3 separate regions of the Zea mays genome follow, and regions 1 and 2 are each linked to region 3. A link is a contact called in public Hi-C data. All regions are on one chromosome and are shown on one strand. The core of a region is the stretch at or near the end of the contact, and the rest is flanking DNA. Distances in the headings are between cores, read along the strand shown.

Region 1 (2,962 bases), core at 102-2,601, 220 kb before region 3:
AAAGATATACACATGTCATGTGTTTGCCCTAGCCAGCCAATATGTTTGTAACTTGCCCACGCCGGCACTGCCGGTGTTGTTTGGTTCGCCGAAATGTAACGCAAATGGCATGGGGTAATGGATACTGATACTTTTGTTTAGTTGAGCTCTTTCTAGTAACCATTCCAATTATAACTAGTAACCATTACCGCCGGTAAGAGATCCCATTATCATTACTGAACCAAACAGCACAGTTTCAAGTCCATAGAAAAAGGAAGGATAAATACAGTTCCCAGTCAATCGACCAGACAACTTAAACTTCCATGTTTTTAAGCAACGCTTGACTTTTTTAGGTATCTATTTACGGCAAGTTGTAAGAACTGCGGTAGACTTGCATTTACCTAGTATCACAGCCGGGAGGATGAGAGCGCGGGCCGGCATCGGCTTGGCCTCCAGATCTCGCCTCGGTCAGGCGGCGCGGGGGCGTGGGCGGCCCGACGGGCGAAGCCGGCCCCTGGGCCTTGGGCGTGGTCACGCCATGGCCCGCCTCCTGGCACCGCCGCGTCTCGATCCGCGCGAGCTCGCCCTTGTGCACGTGCCGCTGCTCCAGGTCAGTGGCGGCGGCAAGGGATCTGGCCTTACCCACCGCGAACTCCAGCAACCCCATCCCCGATAGGGCGATACGGCACGCTAAGATCAAAACCAACTGTGGGGAAAGATGGAGAAGTTCCGAACAAGTAGCAGGAGACGAGGCGAAGCGACGCGGCCACGCCCGAAGCTTCCTTCGTCCGCTGATTGCGTCCCGTCCAAGTCAGCGCCTCACCACACCCGACACGGGACCAACCACCCTGCGCGGGTGCGGCAGGGCCAGCGGCCCGCGGCGCCGCTGAGTGAGACGGCTCTCCCGCGGTCCCGCCTCCAGCGAGAGAGAGAAAGAGAGAGCGCGCGCGCAATGCCGCCGGGACCGGGGTTCAGCTTCGGCAGGTGCGGGGACGGGGGGACGGCGCGCGAGAGGCGGGGTCGGGAGATGCCAATTCAGAGCCGCGCCGCGTAGCGAGTAGGACGGCAGGACGAGAACGCAGAGTGCATGCTCGGAGAGACGGAGGTTGGAGAAGAGCGGCGGCGGCGGCGGCGGCGGCGGTTCTTATTATGTGGGGCGGGTGGGAGATTTGCGAGAGATACAGGACAGTGACGGGCAGACGCTCGCCGCGGCGGGTGGGATTTTTATTTAACCGCTTGGGCGCGCGCGGTGGAAATCCTGGCTCGTTATCCGGTGTCCCTCCGTTTCGATGGCCAGGAAGGAAAGCATGAGACGGGGACGGGTCTCAAGTCTGTGTGAGAAAAAAAAAATTGTTATTTTGCCGCTCTCAAGTTTGTGTGATGAGTACCGTGTGCGTCTTGTCGTCGGCGGACGGCGGGTGGCTTTCTTGCTTTGGCTAGCGTCCATTTTCCCCTGGCCTTGTTTTTTTACTAGCACTCATATATTGACGTTCTTTACCACTAAAATCAGAGGAGGAATGTGAGCCAACTAAAATCAACAGTGGAAGGTCTTTTTCTTAGAGAAGAGGATACATATGTTGGATGTATTCAGGTCACCATCCATTCTACATTTCTACTCTGTTTTCTTGTGTCGATGGTACGATTCTCTTGTGTCAATGCAAAAGGTTTAGGTGTTGTTTAGTTCACGAAATGTAATATAACTAGTAACGGTAATGATTTACACTCGAGTACCGGTGGTAACAAGTTTGAATAGATCGGTATTAGTTTCTAGTGTGATATTTAATTACGATTGAAGCTAAACAAACATGATATAATGTTATCAGTTCTCCATCACGTTATAAATACGCTAACCAAACGGCAACTTATATGACATGAATTATTGAATTTTTACTGTCTATATAAAAAACATAAAGCACACAACTATATAGCCAATATATACTCAATGTTTTAAAGACAAATTTATATGTGCTCAAAAAATGGATGGATAAAATAAGGAAATGACTATTTACGCGGTGTTATTTCTTTCCATACCCACACCTTTACACTGTATTTTGAAAGTAATAGCGAAGAGGAACCAACTATATTCTATGACAAGCGATAAAGTAATTGGGACTTCTTTATGGCTCTTAATTCCAAAAAAATAAAACATAAAGTACGGTGATTGAGACCCACATACGAAGTGGCACATGGGGTTATCGTGTCTTTATAGGTTAGGGATGTGTGCTAATCAGTTATGTTAGTGCAATTGCGCAATCAAGTGATCCGGTACATCCAATCAAAATTCAACAGTGACTACTATTTTATATTTAACCCCTTCAACCTAATCCTAAAACCTAGTTGTTATTTTACATTTAACCTTTTCCATCTAAAATAGCAATCATCGTTGGATTTTTTTGATTTTTATTGAATACACTAGATCATTTGATTGTATGATTACACCAATATAACTGATTGCATAGATATGTTTCCCTAGTAGTAAATACAGTATCATCTTTTTTTTACTCCGAGGCTATTTTTATGGAAATTTTGTAATACTTCTTTAACATTATCACAACATCAAAAGTGTTATAAAACTAAGAATAAAAATTGTCTTTTAATATAAAAGTTTGTTTCACTATTTCACACACTAACATATTAACTAAATGACCGATAAAAAAATAGTAAAATATTGTAACTAAATCACTTTTAATAGAGGTTTTACACGGTTATTTAAGGTCTTAGAAACGAGTTGACAAAAATTCCTATGAAACTAATTTCATCCTCATAAAATTTATTCCTCTTAAATGTTATGTCATACCATTCAAATTTCTGATGCGGCACACTATGCATGAAATCACCATTAAAAGTAGTCTAAATATTGTTTTCAAGTTTTGTTAGGATACAGCCAAATCATGACCCTGCTTTATTAGACACGGTGCAATTGATCTATGTGTGCACTAATTTAGCCAGAGTATGTTTAAAGCAGAGCTGCGTATGTGTGTTT
Region 2 (2,997 bases), core at 360-2,859, 130 kb before region 3:
TCCTTTAGGACAGTGACACGGTCTCAAAAATATAACTTTGATCAATATTTTTAATTAAAATACAAATAAACTCTTAATAAATTTATACTTTTATAAAGCACATGTTAAGACAAATTAAAGTATATAAACATTAGGTTTCAAAACTAAATAATAAAATAGTTATTTGTAGTCAAAATTTTATAAGTTTGATTCAAACCTTGTCCAAAACGACAACTAATAGTACACATGAGAGAGTATGTATATAAGATGGCAAGCCACATTGGTTCTTCCCAATCCTAATCCCCATCCCTAGCCGTAACGTCTACCTGGATCCACGCTCGTGTGCTCCATAGCTCGATGTGCAGATGCGTCGACGCCTCCTCGGTGATGCGTGGCAGTTCCTCTACCTAAGAGAAAGTATAATAAAGTGATGTAAGCGGGTCACAAGAGATATCATGTTAGATTTATGATGACGTGAAAGAAAGAAAGATATAAAGAGGGAAAATCTTGTTGCTCACTAGTAGTTGGGCTAAAAGCGGGCTACTCACACGCCCCAAGATAGTTTGTGAGAAAGAAAGGTGGACACATTAATCAGGGCATGCACAACCTAAGCAGTAGAGCCTCCTGCTCAATTTTCCAAGTTGAAAAGATGACTAAGAAACTGCATCATGCAATCCCGAGCTCCTAGAATATTAATGCAGTTAAAAAATAATATATAAAAAATCGTGAAGAGATGAGCTATTTATGAAGAACCTGCCTCTTGATTATTTTTCATTTAACCCCTGAGGACTCCTCAAGAGACCCCTCAATTAATGGGGTTATACATATTCTCAGAGAGTTATTATATAAATATACTTGTAGTTGAATATATATATGACATGACAACATCACAAAGTCCATTGTCCTATATTCGTGACAAGTCAAAGGCAGGAATATAAACTAGAAAACTTCGATTCCTTGTTTCTTTTTGTTTTTGTCAAGCCAGGGAGTGGTAAAACCATGGTCGATTTTCTTCATACTCTATGTTTGGATGTATATAATAAATATTTTTAAGACTAATTTGGTGGAAGGAGAATTGAAGAAGATCTGAAGAAATTCCCGAATGCATCCTCATTGATCCCCTCAAATTTCACTTCCACCAAAAGCCCTTAGGTCCTGGGAAATCCCAGAACCGAAGCAAGCACCTTCTCGTTCTTTCTCCGTGGAATCAGGAGTTTTGGCTAGGCTCCATGCAGATGCAGCCACGCATGACGTCTACGCACGGGGTTTCATTCGTTTCACATGATGAGACCTGGAATCATGTGACCGTGACGGCGACGCGAGACGGCTAGGCGAGGCGCCCTCCAATCCAAGAACGGGAAACCCGTGTCGCCTGTTGGTACGCGGGCAGAAGATCGAGTTCCCCATTTCCAAGCTTGGTGGTGACTCGTCGCCTCGGCCTCTCGTCTCGGGCTCCGAAGCCGCCCGCGCTGCGCTGGCCGTCCCACCCCGCGGCACGACGCGCGTGAACTCCGAATCGATGGGTGAACGAACGGCCGCGCGCGCCGATCCGGTCAGCTCTCTCGTCTGGCACAGTGGCACTGGCACTGGCAGGCAGGGCCTCTCATCTCATGATCCCCGGTCCCGGCTGCCGCGCGCACGTGATTATACGTGAACCGCGGAGCGGCATCGTCCCACCGTACCGTACCACCGCTCCGGATCTAAACCGGCGGTAGAAGCACTGAAGCAGCCGTGACCACTGCTTCACGCGTACTACTGTGCGCCTCCGCCTGTGAAGCAGACGCGCACGGACTGCGTCGGGTTCCGGCGACCGGGCGTGCGCACCGGCGGCCACCTACTGCCTGCCTGCCTGTGTGTTTTGACAGACGGTGGTGGTTAAACGCGGAGGGAGGACCCATCAGCGGCAGCGCAAGCACACGGTTGGATGAAAGTCATGTGACTGGCCGCTGCTAGCCAGCGTGCTGTGAACCATAAAAAAAAAGAACGTTGTGCGCTGTGTACTTTGCTTTAGAATGTTGCCAAGTTGGTACTAGTAACCGCCTAACCGGAACGTTACTTGGCAGTATAAAAAAAACAAAGGCGTGTCAGCTCATGCCAACCCCCCCCCCCCCCCCCCCCCCCCCCCCCCCCCCCCCCCCCCCCCCCCCGTGGTGGCGTCTGCAGTGTGCCGCTGGACCTGGACAACACCCCCCCCCCCCCCCCACACACACACCGTGGTGGCGTGGTGATCGCTGCACGACGCGTGTCGTGACTCGTGAGGATGTTTCTCTGCGTTTGTGGACGACGCACGCTAATACTAATTGCGTAGGAGTACAGTGTTCGCACGGACTACAGGTATGTACCGACTGTCGTGTTCAATTCGTGCGGCTGTCCGGAATCCGGATCCGAAGCTCCGGACGACTACGCCTTCGCCTAGTGAATTCGGATCCACGGCGGCGCCTGGGGTCTGCATGGATCTGGATCGCTCATAATTCATTTTCAGGTGCGTGTGCGTTCAGGATGCCCGTGCTGCCGTGCATTCACGCGCCGGTTGCCCCCCCCCACCGGCTCGCGCACGTGACCGGCGGCGAGATTCCTTCGCCTATAACTAGGCTCACGTATTAACATTCCTTCGTCTGTTGCCCGTCTCTCCTCGGGGTGAGGCCATGCTGGTACTCGTTTGGTTCAGTCGTTCAGATGCCTAGATGAGACCCTGAAATCCCGGCTCGGTGAGAGTTGCCTTTGTTTGTTGACCGGCCTCGACCGTAAGGCAAGTACAGCATATAGACCATATAATGGTTTTCTAAATACAAAAAACAGCCAAGAGATTGTATGCAGTTGCTACATCATAAATATAGTTAACAAACAATAAATATAAAAAGTAGTGAAGAGACGGATTAGCGAAGAGGTCTCTTGATTTTTTTTCCCACTTAACCCTCAGAGACTCCTTAAGAGTCGTCTTAATTAACAGGGTAGTAGATGCCCAATCAGCAACATTGTGGAGCTTTTTATGAGAATCTGGATTTCTAAATAATTTGG
Region 3 (3,227 bases), core at 623-3,122:
TCGCAGTTTGGAGAATCAGAAGCACCACCGGTCAAAAGGGGGCGGCGTACAAAACACATGCGTACGACAAGGTAAATAGCACCCATAAGCGCACTGGAAAGCAGTGAGTAAACTGAGAAAGAAACGTGGCTAGTTATAAATATACAAACATAGAATATATACATTCTGATTCAGTGTTTCATTCACACTGACCCTCTGATCAAGGTGGCTGTACATGCCCCATGTATATCACACCAGTACGGTACATATTGCTAGCATATTTTTCTTCGTCATTTTTTTTGCTTTCCTAATTAACTACTACAGTGCTATACTGCTACGTTTCCATACCTATGAAAACAGAGAACGAAGACTGAAGTACGTAGATGGCGACTGGCCTAAGACTTAGGACGCGATGAGAATTGCTGGGGAGATTAGATAGGAAGCCAGAGCGGCTTCTCATGTTCCAGATAACCCCAGCAACCCATGCATCTTGCCGATGAACAAGCGATCAAGCAGGGGAAGAGAGAGAAAAAAAAAACAGGAGTACTCGATCTCAAGGCTTCCGCTTGTCATCCGATGATCTCGTCTGGGACTGCCTTGAACCTTGTTCGCTTCTGCAACAAGGGGACAGGGAAAAAAAATCCAGAATGTGAAATCAGGTTAACAGTAAGCTAAGAAAGCACGATCGACGCCTTGCATGTGTAAACAGATGCACAGAAAGGCATCGTTTGATTTGGTGTAGTCGGAGTGACTGGGGCCGGGACGGGTCGTTGGAAATTAAAGCCCTTTGACAAACCAACGGTTTCCCTTGAAAAGAAAGCGTTGCGACCGTGAACCAAATCACTAATCTTATGTATTATCGGTACTCGATCTCTCCCTTCCTTTTCTAACACCAAGCAAAGTCGTGCTACCAGAAAAAAGAAGAAAAAAAAGAAGCAAAGCTGCAGTCCACGATTGTCCTTCAATTTGTCCGTGTTGCTAAATAGCGACTTATATAGCTCGACGTCAGGAGGTAGTAAACGCTGCAAGGACTGACCGTGTCCCTTGAGGATTTGTTTTGTTTATCGCGATTTGACTGAACTAATCGGGTTCACTAATAACTCCTACCAACTCTCTATTAGGGCGGCCCCTTTCATTACTAGGAAAGCAAAGAGGAGATGAGGAGCAAACACTATTTTAAGGCACCGTGATGTGCAGTCCCATCTCTTTGGAAATAGTGGTGCACGTGTCTTTTTATTTGGCAACCACACACACTAGCCTCATCTTTTACCCCACCGTACCACGTTATACATGTACCATTCGTAAGCGTAGTGAAATAAAAATTACATGCAGTAGAAGTAATGAAAGACATGAGGAAGATGATGGCATGCCTACGTCTGAAAACGTCACCTGGCCGGAGGGGGTAGGGTGGGCCAGACCATGTGAACTCTCGTCACCAATCGTAACATGAATGATAATCCCAAGGGGCCCGGACGGGACGGGGACGAGAAATTTGCTGTTTTGCCACTCTCAAATTTGGCTGCCTGTTATTATGCCATCCCGTGTCTATGACTGGTGGGACCGTCTGTGTCTATGATTTGTGGGTCCGATGGCATACTGGCGAAGCCCACAAATGATAATGGCAAAATTGCCAATGGCTCGGACGGGGACACGGGGGTTAGTCTAACACAGACGCGGAATCTTAGGCACATGCAGGGGCGATTAGCCGGACGCGTGTGGTCGCCCTCATGCGACGTGGACCCCATTAGCAAGCAAGCAAGCTTACGCGCTGGGCTATCTAGTTGACATGTAGTACAAGGAGGGCTGGCATGCACGCACGACGCTGGATTTGTTAAGTGCAGTGAGTACCTACTACAAAAACAAAGCTGAGCACGAGAGTGAAGCCACAGCCCATCCGATCCGTTCCATTGTCGTCGTCTTCCAATTTCCAAACGAGCTGAGCGCCCATAAGTTTCCTATTGATTTTGCGTCGCAACAGTACGTTGCACGATCGCGATGCGCCGTCGTCTTTGCGCATTTGGTTTTGCCCGTGTCCTACTCCTAGCTAAGTCCAACTAGTGTCACGGGACGGCTTCGGGATAATGATTGGTTAATTGTTCCCTATAACCAGCTCTATAGGTGGCCTTGCAGTTGTGTGTTTAAGCTGCAACTCGATCAGAGGAGTTGTTGTTGCAAGGGAAGGGATCATGCATGCATGCCCACTCACCTCTTTCTTCAACGCCGGCGCTGGAGCCGCCGCCGGCGCCGGGTTCTTGCCGGACATCAGCGCGGAGGGCGGCGGCGCTGCGACGACGCCCTGGTCCCTGGCCACGCACAGCTGCATGATCCGCTCGGCGGCCTCGGCGGGGTCCCGGCTCTCCTGCATCAGCCGCGCCACGTCGGCCTTGGGCAGGCGCATGCGCAGCCGCACCGCGCCGTCGGCGCCCACCTCCACGGACGACGGCGGCGACGGCGACGGCGACGCGGCGGCGAGGCGCGCGGCGGCGGGCGGCGGCAGGATGGACGACACGTCCGAGACGGTGCGCCGGGACAGCATCAGGCCCTCCAGGCGCTCGCGGGCGCCCACGCGCAGCGCGCCCGACCACGTCTTGCGCGGCGCGCGCGGGTCGTCGCCGTCCCCGGCGCCGCCGCGGGGGATCTGCACCAGGAAGTAGAGCTTCCCGGGCTTGAGCGGCGCGTCGCGGTCCAGCGGGCGCGCGCGCACGCCCAGCCGCCGCACCTCCTCCGACTCCAGGAGCTGGTGGCCCGGGTGGCCGCGCAGCGCCGCGCACGCCGCCGCGGGGGTCTTGTAGCGGAACGTGGCGCCGTCCACCGTCATCACCTTGGCCGCGCGCCGCCTGCCCGCCAGAGCGTTGCCCATGGCGCGGTGGCGTGGCCGCACGCCGCGCGCCCGCAGGCCTTCGGGTGTTGCTTTGCTAGCGACGAGGAGATGCTAGCTGCTGGGGAGGTGGGGTTAATAACGTACGTAGTATAGTACGTGGGGGTTTGGAGGACTAGCTGAGAGAGAGGGAAAGGAAAGAGAGGCGAGCAGGTCAGTTATAAAAGCTTGTCCGCTGCGCTTGGGCCTTGGGGGGCCTCTCCATCGAGTTTGGTGCCAACAAATCTCCATCGTCCTGTCTCTTCCGATGGGCGATGCGGCACAGAAAACGGATGCCCGTGTTTTCTTAACCTCTGCTGATAAATCCGAGCCGTCGGATCTCGATCCAACGATCGACGCAAGTTTCCACACAAATACCGGTTCTCCCGCG

What was found. Hi-C and Micro-C count contacts between places; a contact is called where the count stands out from the background.
Region 1: a Hi-C map of tassel shows a contact between it and region 3, with 6 times the contacts expected there. The contact joins the promoter of LOC103632727 here to the promoter of LOC100501866 in region 3. A contact is called at or near these places in 17 of 25 Hi-C or Micro-C datasets (bundle sheath, ear, endosperm and 6 more).
Region 2: a Hi-C map of endosperm shows a contact between it and region 3, with 2.3 times the contacts expected there. The contact joins the enhancer-like site here to the promoter of LOC100501866 in region 3. A contact is called at or near these places in 4 of 25 Hi-C or Micro-C datasets (bundle sheath, ear, endosperm and 1 more).

Annotation. Positions count from the first base shown.
Region 1 is chr7:113,722,648-113,725,609 of Zm-B73-REFERENCE-NAM-5.0, forward strand. It overlaps LOC103632727 (putative 1-phosphatidylinositol-3-phosphate 5-kinase FAB1C), which reads right to left and starts at 1,352. Exons shown (of 11, transcript XM_008654468.3): 1 at 381-1,352. The coding sequence starts at 646.
Region 2 is chr7:113,815,947-113,818,943 of Zm-B73-REFERENCE-NAM-5.0, forward strand. No RefSeq gene overlaps it. Among protein-coding and RNA genes, the nearest start is that of LOC103632727, 93 kb to the left of the region's middle. Within about 2 kb of position 1,610, at least 20 of the 20 cell types and tissues checked have an H3K27ac peak or open chromatin away from gene starts, as enhancers often do. A contact at or near this core is called in bundle sheath, ear, endosperm and 1 more, where this site is marked.
Region 3 is chr7:113,944,837-113,948,063 of Zm-B73-REFERENCE-NAM-5.0, forward strand. LOC100501866 reads left to right here and starts at 1,873. Exons shown (of 2, transcript NM_001196507.2): 1 at 1,873-2,926. The coding sequence starts at 2,174. LOC107604626 reads right to left here and starts at 2,973. Exons shown (of 2, transcript NM_001323503.1): 1 at 2,186-2,973; 2 at 110-593. The coding sequence starts at 2,839. The coding sequence ends at 549.